Linked DNA regions of Mus musculus: region 1 is linked to region 2. The links are chromatin contacts, called in public HiChIP or PLAC-seq maps. All regions are on one chromosome and are shown on one strand. The core of a region is the stretch at or near the end of the contact, and the rest is flanking DNA. Distances in the headings are between cores, read along the strand shown. Region 1 overlaps Mrvi1 (MRV integration site 1). Region 2 has its middle 16 kb from the start of Gm21123.

Region 1 (3,848 bases), core at 1,257-3,756, 180 kb after region 2:
AAATAGTTTATTTATAAATATTTACTTTCCTAATCTAGTAATGTTTTAATTTCATTAGCTTTTTAGTTAGTAAACAAAATAATACATTTTATTATAACCTTTTCACACATTATGTCATTCTACTAGGCTTATGTCTGCCCTCCTCACAGCCCTCCTGTCCCTTGCCCACTGGTCCCCTTTACCTCTACAAAGAGTCTCCCCTCTGTCAGCTAGTATTCATATTTCTAGAAGTTTGTTCAAGGGAAATAATCCAAAATGCAGATGATCAGCATGTTGCATGTTCCAAAAATGTGGTCTTTATGAGCAACTTATCTTTTAATCAGGGATATTTTATTTCACTATAAGTCTCAGTCATAGACAGACAGACTGCCAGAAGTCATGTAAAGGCTTTTTAAAAAATATGCTGTCCGGGACTGGAGAGATAGATTAGTGGTTAAGAAAACTGGCTGATCTTCCAGAGAACCTGGGTTCAATCCCCAGCACCCACATGGCGGCTCACAGCTGTCTGTAATTCCAGATTCGGGGGATTTGACACTGACGCACATGAAAAAAAAAAAAGATGTTGTTTGAGAATGGTCATAGCACAGCACACCTGCTCTATGTCTAGATTCACCAATGCTCGCCTCTCTGCAGCAGCCACAGTGGAGGAAGAGCTTGGAAAAACCAAAGTGGGACTAGATATCCCCAGCCCTTATTCTCTGGAGGATTTGGCTCTTGAAGCCCTTTGCTCTGGCTAGCACTTTCCCAGCCCCCAGACTGGGTCATGGGACTCTACAGAGCCCATCTCACCCAGGAGTCTGCTTATTGTATTTCCGGTGGGTGGGTGTGCTGTATGAACATGCTTGTGTGGCTATGTGTGGTATGTGAGGAGAATGTGCATATAGAAGCCAGAGTGTCTCCCTTTATTGCTCTCCATTGTATTTTCTGAGGCAGGACCCCTCACTGAACCTGGAGTTCACCATTCTCAAGACTAGCTAGCCAGCAAGCTTCGGGACCTACCTATGTCCTTTGTCTATCCTGCCCATGTCTGTGTGCCTACACTCCACATCAGTGACTTCAGGCCATGCCCAGAAAGCCATCCCCATCTACTCTCTCCTAGAGTAAACCAATCCTTTCCTTCTCTAACCTTTTACAGCCTGTGGCAGTGTCTTTCTCCTCCCTGGACACGACAACCCTCAGCCCAGTGCCACAGGCAACAAACTCTCAGGACAGATCTGATTTCATCTGATGGTCCCTGCGGCCTTTCTGCTGAGCTCAGAGTAGAGTAACTGGTGCTTGTCTGCTTCCTTTTCTTGTAGCACTAGGACTGGGGCTATGCCATTCAGGGCATACCAAAAGTGCTCAAAAAGCATCTTAGAATGGATGAATGAGACCCCTGGGTAACCGATGATCCCATAGAGCATAGCGAGAGACAGGCTCTTGTTCTATAGCCCAGGCTGGCCTCAAACTTGCAGTAAGCCTGTTTTTGCCTCCCAGGTGCTAGGATTCCTCTACAAGATTCCTCTATAATGACAATCACTTCATCCGCAAAATTCTGGTACATTAGTTTACAGGAGATATGAGCCTTGTACAGAAATAATTACCCGAACCTACATGCTAGGGTTTTCTTGGAATCCACTTTCCATTTGTATCGAGAGCAGTTTGTTAGGGGTCCAGATGCTTGTGGCTGGGGAACCTGGCTGCCAAGATCCAAAGCAGACAGCCCTGAGCACATGTACATGGCCTTTGGACTCTGGCAAGTCTCACTGATATCCCCAGGAAGCTTGCGGAACCTCCTGTTTATAAAGGGTTTCGGTCTGTTATACTTTCCCTCCTCCTGTTCTTGGTAACACGGATGTTTGCATTCCGCAGGAGTTCCTAATGTGACAAGCTGTTTGCTTCTCCAGCTAGCACTCTCCTGGACCAGACTCACAGCCCTAGCAGCATCTGGGGAGAGATTCTGGTCCAACGTACTATCATTTTCCTCCTGGACTGAGCAAGAACCTCTGAGCTTATCTTTCCTGACTTCAGCTTTGATACTCTGCAAACACACTGTGCTCGATGAAGTCAGAGTAGTACAAACATAAAGTATGGGTGTGTCCTGTGACATGCTTCTGACCGACTCCCTGTTCTACAGGGCAAAGGCATGGTTACTACTATGGCCTGGACGGTGGTCAGCCTTGCGCTGCAACCTGTGCTTCCTCCACATCTTACACATACTGCCTCCTCCTCCTCCTCCTCCTCCTCCTCCTCCTCCCCCTCCTCCTCTTCCTCTTCCTCCTTTTACTTTAAAACCCTGCAGAGATGACCTCCCAGGAGGTATCCATCCTTGATTCCCTGAGCAAACTCAGGTGGCCCTTCTCTGTCTTACACCAATTTGTCTAGAACTTCTAAAACATTAAGAAAAGAATCACTGAAGCGTGTGTCTTGCCACGCATCTGCTGTTTGTCACGGGAATATCTCACTTAGTTTAGGCCTTTTCTGCCCCACTGCCCAGACTCCAACCCTGCCCCGGACTGTTGCAATATTCTTACAAATACACATACTGCATCATCACTTCCGTGGCCTTTGACATGCGCTTTTCCTGCGGGGAACAAGGGCACAGGTGCATGGCGACAGCTGAAGGCAAGGATTGGTTTACTCTAGGAGAGAGTAGATGGGGATGACTTTCTGGGCATGGCCTGAAGTCACTAATGTGGGGCGTAGGCACATAGACATGGGCAGGATAGACAAAGGCCCAAGACCAGAGAACTTCAAGGCCAGAGCCAGGGGCAGTTCCTCACAGGACTTCTATGTAGATTTATCCTCCAGACAGGAATCCTGTAGAATGAAAGTGGGCACCATTCCATACTATGCTGCGACTCTGAGCACACCCAAGGGCTTCTGCAAGTCAGCCTCGCACTTTTATATGAACTCCCGCTTCATATAGAATGTTTTCTGGTTCTGCTCTTTGGGGCGACTGGAAAAAATTAAATATCCTTTGATTGGAATACTTAAACACTTCTGCCAGACACAACGGAATAAGCAGTCTCATGAGTTTGAGGCCAGCGTGGACTAGGGATGCCGATCTGCTCCAGTTATATAAATGCTGTGCTACACTTACAGTGAGCCACTTCAATGGTCATGTTTCCCTGACAGAATGTCTTGGATCCTTCATGCTTTCTAGAATAAGGCTCAATGTCCTAGCATGTGATGTCCAAAGGGGGAAATCCGAGGGGCATGGAAATCAGAGTATGCTTGGCATCTGCCACTTTGGTTAATTACCAGGAGTTGGGAAACCCTTGGTACCTTTTATGTTTCAGATTCCAGGACGCCATCCTCACTAGAGCAGCTGCTGTAATGGCCCCATGAGTGGCTCTGGGCAGAGGTGGAGGAGTTTCAACCAGCCAGATATAGCCACCAAGCTGTCCTGATCCCTGAGGTCCAAGCCATGGGGGACCTGTCCTCACAATGAGGACGGGAGCCTGGTTCTTACCAGAGGGCCCACAGCTGCGACTGGAATTCTGATTTGCAAGTTTCTTAAATTCCATGAGCTCAGCATGGTCCTTCTCATACGTTCTCTTCAGATTCTCCACATACTGCATCATCACTTCCGTGGCCTTTGACATGCGCTTTTCCTGCGGGGAACAAGGGCACAGGTGCATGGCGACAGCTGAAGAAAAGCACCAGTTACTCTACTCTGAGCTCAGCAGAAAGGCCGCAGGGACCGTCAGATGAAATCAGATCTGTCCTGAGAGTTTGTTGCCTGTGGCACTGGGCTGAGGGTTGTCGTGTCCAGGGAGGAGAAAGACACTGCCACAGGCTGTAAAAGGTTAGAGAAGGAAAGGATTGGTTTACTCTAGGAGAGAGTAGATGGGGATGGCTTTCTG
Region 2 (4,218 bases), core at 629-3,128:
ATGCTGATATTGCAAAACCAAGTCCTGTCATGTAAACACGTCCCAGAGTATTGTGGGTCATCCTTCCTTCATCAGCTCATCAGTCCATGATCCAGCCGAGCCCAAGCAGCTCTGCCCTCAGTGAAGAGTGAGGGAAGTAGGCCACATTCCTCAGCCATTTGGTTTTCATTTTCCATCTCATCATTCAGGAAGGTATTTCCTGAGTGCACTCATGGGTGAGTTTTCTCATCCAGGGGCTGAAATGACATTGTCCACATTTCTAAAATGGGTCTCCAAGGTTCCTGTAGGTACAGAGTCTATTCTCACGACTCCCCATTTCTTAGGCATGGTTTCCATTACTTTTTGCTCAAAACTAAAGTTATCCCATCCAACCATCATTTATCAATTCACCCATCATCCATGCATTACCTATACATCATCATCTATCCATCTATCCATCTAGGCAGCCAGCATCCATCCATCCATCCATCCATCCATCCATCCACCCATCAGTCCATCCACCCATCAGTCCATCCATCCATTTGTCCATCCATATACCCTCTGTCCATCCATCCATCCATCCATCCATCCATCCATCTATCCATCCATCCATCCAGGAAAATTCTCTGCCAGGATCTGAGATAGACAGTAGGAACATGGTGTGAGAAATGCTCTCTTCCCTCAAGGAATATTGTTCTCTCCCCTGAACTCCAGGGTTCTGATTCCCAGGGCTCTCTGAAGTGCCTATTTCCAATCTATGCTCATGAGAAGCAATAGCAGGGAAGACTGACAAGAAACAGGCAAGCATATAATTATTGTTAAAATATGCCTTGTGTTGGCTAAATGCTATGTAGGAAATAAAGGGAAGACCAAAAGGGAGCAAGAGGGTGTCAGCATAAGCTCTCTGGGAGGAGACCCTGAGATCTGAAAACTGTACTAGAGAATCAACAACATACACACAATCACAAAGAAGGGAAAAAAATGTTAAGGCCACACCTAAAATCCCAGTGCTTAGATGGTTGAAGCTAGGGGCTCAGGAGTTCAAAGTCATCCTTGCCTGCATTGTATTTGTGACCAACCTGAGCTACATAGTGAAACTCTCTCTTTAAAGAATCTAAGGCTCCGAGGGAGTAAAGAAAATATGTTATAGAAAGACCGGTTGAAGAATAGCACGGCAGAGAGTCGAATGAAGTGTGGTGAAGGTTGAATGCAGGAGACACAGCTGAGGCAAAATCTAAGGGAAGGTGAGTACCGGTCAGGAAGCTTCCACTAAAGGTCCTTACTCCAAAGTCTATGGGGAAGTGATGGTGGCTTGATCTCATCTCACGGGAGACACTTCTGAGCGTAGAGCTGGCAGTCCAGGGCAAGGGGCCTTCATGCCCGACTCCCAGGTTGCCCAAACCTGAGGTCATTAGATAGAGATAGCAAACAGGGTATCTTTGCAGAGTGGAGCCAAGTGTTCAGAGATCAGCTTTGGCTGCTGTCTTTGAGAGATTTGAGAAGCATCTGAGCATCTCCAGCAGATGGGAGCAGTGTGGGGGAACATGAAGTTGGTATCAAAGAGCTGCAGGCTGGGATGTGTGCTTATCGAGAAGAGGCAGGGTAGTGAGAGCTTTCTCATTCCATCCCCATAAACAGCCCTAGCATCCAGGCTCTGTAAAACTTCCAGAGCACAGGGCTCAGGGGTTGGGTTCTCTACTGTTCTTCTCCTTGGAGGGTCCCTGCAGGCTCAGGGCTGCTCGCAAGTGATGAGTCTGCTAGGGCAGGGAATTTTCCCTTCTCTAGGGGACTAGCTTTTCCGAGGATTGTTCTAAATTCCATTGGTGAGTCCTTGCTCAGTCCTGGAAACAGTTCCTCTTTATGTAAGCCCTCTCAGAAAGTGACAAATCCTGAAAGAATGCTTCAGTGTTCAGATGTAGCCCAGGCAGAGGGCACTGCTCACTGGCGGCTTGGAAGCAGGAACAGAGGATGTGCCACAGGCAGAGCTAGAAAATAGATGCAGGTGGCCTCTGAGTCACCAGCTCTAGTTGTGTGTGTGTGTGTGTGTGTGTGGCACTCATAGTCCTCCCCATGTTCCAGACAGAAAGGGGACATTGGAAAAGGAAGCGGCACGTCTCTTTGAGGGGTAGGAGAACACAGCGTGCCGCTCTGGCTTCCAGCTCAGGAACAATTTCTTGCTGAGGGCTTTGAATTTGCTTCGGGGCTTAGCACAAGGGACCTGGGTTCTTGCTGCCCCTATCCTGGGCTTTAGAGGACACACTGGGATGGGGCAGAGCCCTTTATGACTAGTTACTTGTCTTTGTTTACTAAACAGGGATCGCCAAGCAACTTTTTCAGGGAGGAAGGCTCCACCTTCCGATTGTGGGTGATCCTGACACTTGAACAGGGTCTCTCTCTCTCTTCTCCCCACCATATGGAATCAGTGGTGGATAAGGGACAAGTGTTGGCAATAACTATAGAATGTTGTTGGAGGGATAGAAAGATGGTAAGATGTGGAGACAGGAGGGTCACTAAGAGTTTGGGTGCAAGCCTGGGCTATATAATAAGTTCAAGGGTAGCCTGGGCTACAAAGTGAAACTGTCTTAAAAACCAAAAAAGTACCAACCAATCAACCAATCAATCAAACAAACAAATAAAGCCAAAAGTAATACCAGCATCAACTTGCAGAGATGGATCTTGGTGGCCTTCTCCCTCATTGGCCTTCCTCCCATCCTCAACTACTTCACCTTGGGGTTAAAGCCAGTCCTACCTCTAGGGATGAGACAAAACAAAAGAGGCAGGAAGTTTATCCATGGGTTTCTCTGGGTATATTGCAGCTCAGGAATGGTGGGCCCTGAATCACTATCTAGGGAACCCTACCCCTTCCCTTTCTTCTCTTTCTTGTGAGCTGTCTCTTGTTGATGGATCTCAAACCCAGGTCCTCACACTCTGAACTGCCTCCTCTTGGGAGTTTTACAGTTAGGACACCTCTCTTGGACCTACATTTAGTGACTGTCTGTTCTTCAGTCCATGCTTGGCCTGCCTCTGCTGCTTCTCTGCTCTCCCTCCTAGATCCGTCCTGGCTCTGCTGGCTCAAGCCGCTCACCCCGTTGCCTCCTTGGGAGCTCTACCGTCGCTGGCTGCTCTCTGAAGCTGCTTTCCTCTTAGAGCTTCCTGGCCTACCTCTGACCTCCTTTCAAATGTCACTTGAACTGTAGCCTCTGTACATCTTACAGCAGCTAGACCTTCTTCACCTGCCTCTCTTGGTCCACTCTCCTCCTGGGCTCAGTTTCTTTCCAGAGCCTTTTCTCAACACAGAAGGTATTAGATCTCAGTCTGCACGTTCCCTGTCTCTCCTGCTTGAGTGTGGTTGTCTCCTTTGTTGCTGCATTCTCAGCACCTAGAAGAAAACTTGGCCTATACACACATTCGGTAAAGATTTGTTGAATAAGCAAGTGAGTCACTGTGCAATGGAAATCGAGGTCTTGGTGACTGTCTCGTTCTGATATGTAATCTTTGATGTGGATGCTTGACCTTAGTGTCAACTTTGTTTTTTTTTTTTAATTAAATCCATTTTCTAGTAGCATTCTCCGATGGCTGCAAGAGACTCAGCACTGGATATGAGTCAGGCTCTTCCTGGAAGGGTTGCAAGGAGCAGATGCTCAGCCTGGTACCCAGGGCCCTTGATGTCCTCGAAGTCCTCCATGCCACTGAGGGACGCTAAGGTTGCACCCTTGTTTATGGATGAAGTAGAAGAAAAGAGTGTATTATTATTACTCAGGTTATCCAGAGGGGTAGAACCTGTGTGTGTGTGTGTGTGTGTGTGTGTGTGTGTGTGTGTGGTGTGTGAGAGAGTGAGAGAGAGAGAGAGAGAGACAGACAGACAGACAGACACCCAGAGAGAGAAAGAGAGGAAAAGAGAGTCAGAGACAGAAACAGACACACACAGAGACACAGACACAGACACAGACAAAGACACAGACACAGACACAGACAGACAGACAGACACACATGCACACACACACACACACAGATAGATCTCTGGGTGAGGTAGAATGCTTCTATATACATCTCCTAGGGATTTTCACAAGGAGAGATGTGTTCCAGGGAGTTGACATATGTTATTGTGGAAGTTGACAAGTCTGTAGTTCTTGTTTTCAGGGCAAGCTAGTAGGGCAGAGATGGAGTCTCTGTGTTGTAGTTTCAAGGCCAAACTCCTGCTCTAAAAAGCTTAGTCTCTGCTCTTAAAAACGTTGGCTC

Evidence for each region. HiChIP or PLAC-seq counts read pairs in DNA pulled down with a chosen protein or histone mark.
Region 1: a FOXA1 HiChIP or PLAC-seq map of pancreatic cancer cells shows a contact between it and region 2. The contact joins two enhancer-like sites. A contact is called at or near these places in 10 of 39 promoter capture datasets (3T3-L1-derived adipocytes, cranial neural crest, embryonic stem cells and 6 more), 3 of 115 datasets of contacts at active chromatin or transcription factors (bone marrow-derived macrophages, microglia and pancreatic cancer cells) and 1 of 9 other capture datasets (embryonic stem cells).

Annotation. Positions count from the first base shown.
Region 1 is chr7:110,892,340-110,896,187 of GRCm38.p6, forward strand. Mrvi1 (MRV integration site 1) reads right to left here. Exons shown (of 21, transcript NM_194464.3): 15 at 3,455-3,596. Among named protein-coding and RNA genes, the nearest start is that of Gm16336, 11 kb to the right of the region's middle. Within about 2 kb of position 2,507, at least 49 of the 459 cell types and tissues checked have an H3K27ac peak or open chromatin away from gene starts, as enhancers often do. A contact at or near this core is called in pancreatic cancer cells, where this site is marked.
Region 2 is chr7:110,713,798-110,718,015 of GRCm38.p6, forward strand. No RefSeq gene overlaps it. Among named protein-coding and RNA genes, the nearest start is that of Gm21123, 16 kb to the left of the region's middle. Within about 2 kb of position 1,879, at least 108 of the 459 cell types and tissues checked have an H3K27ac peak or open chromatin away from gene starts, as enhancers often do. A contact at or near this core is called in pancreatic cancer cells, where this site is marked.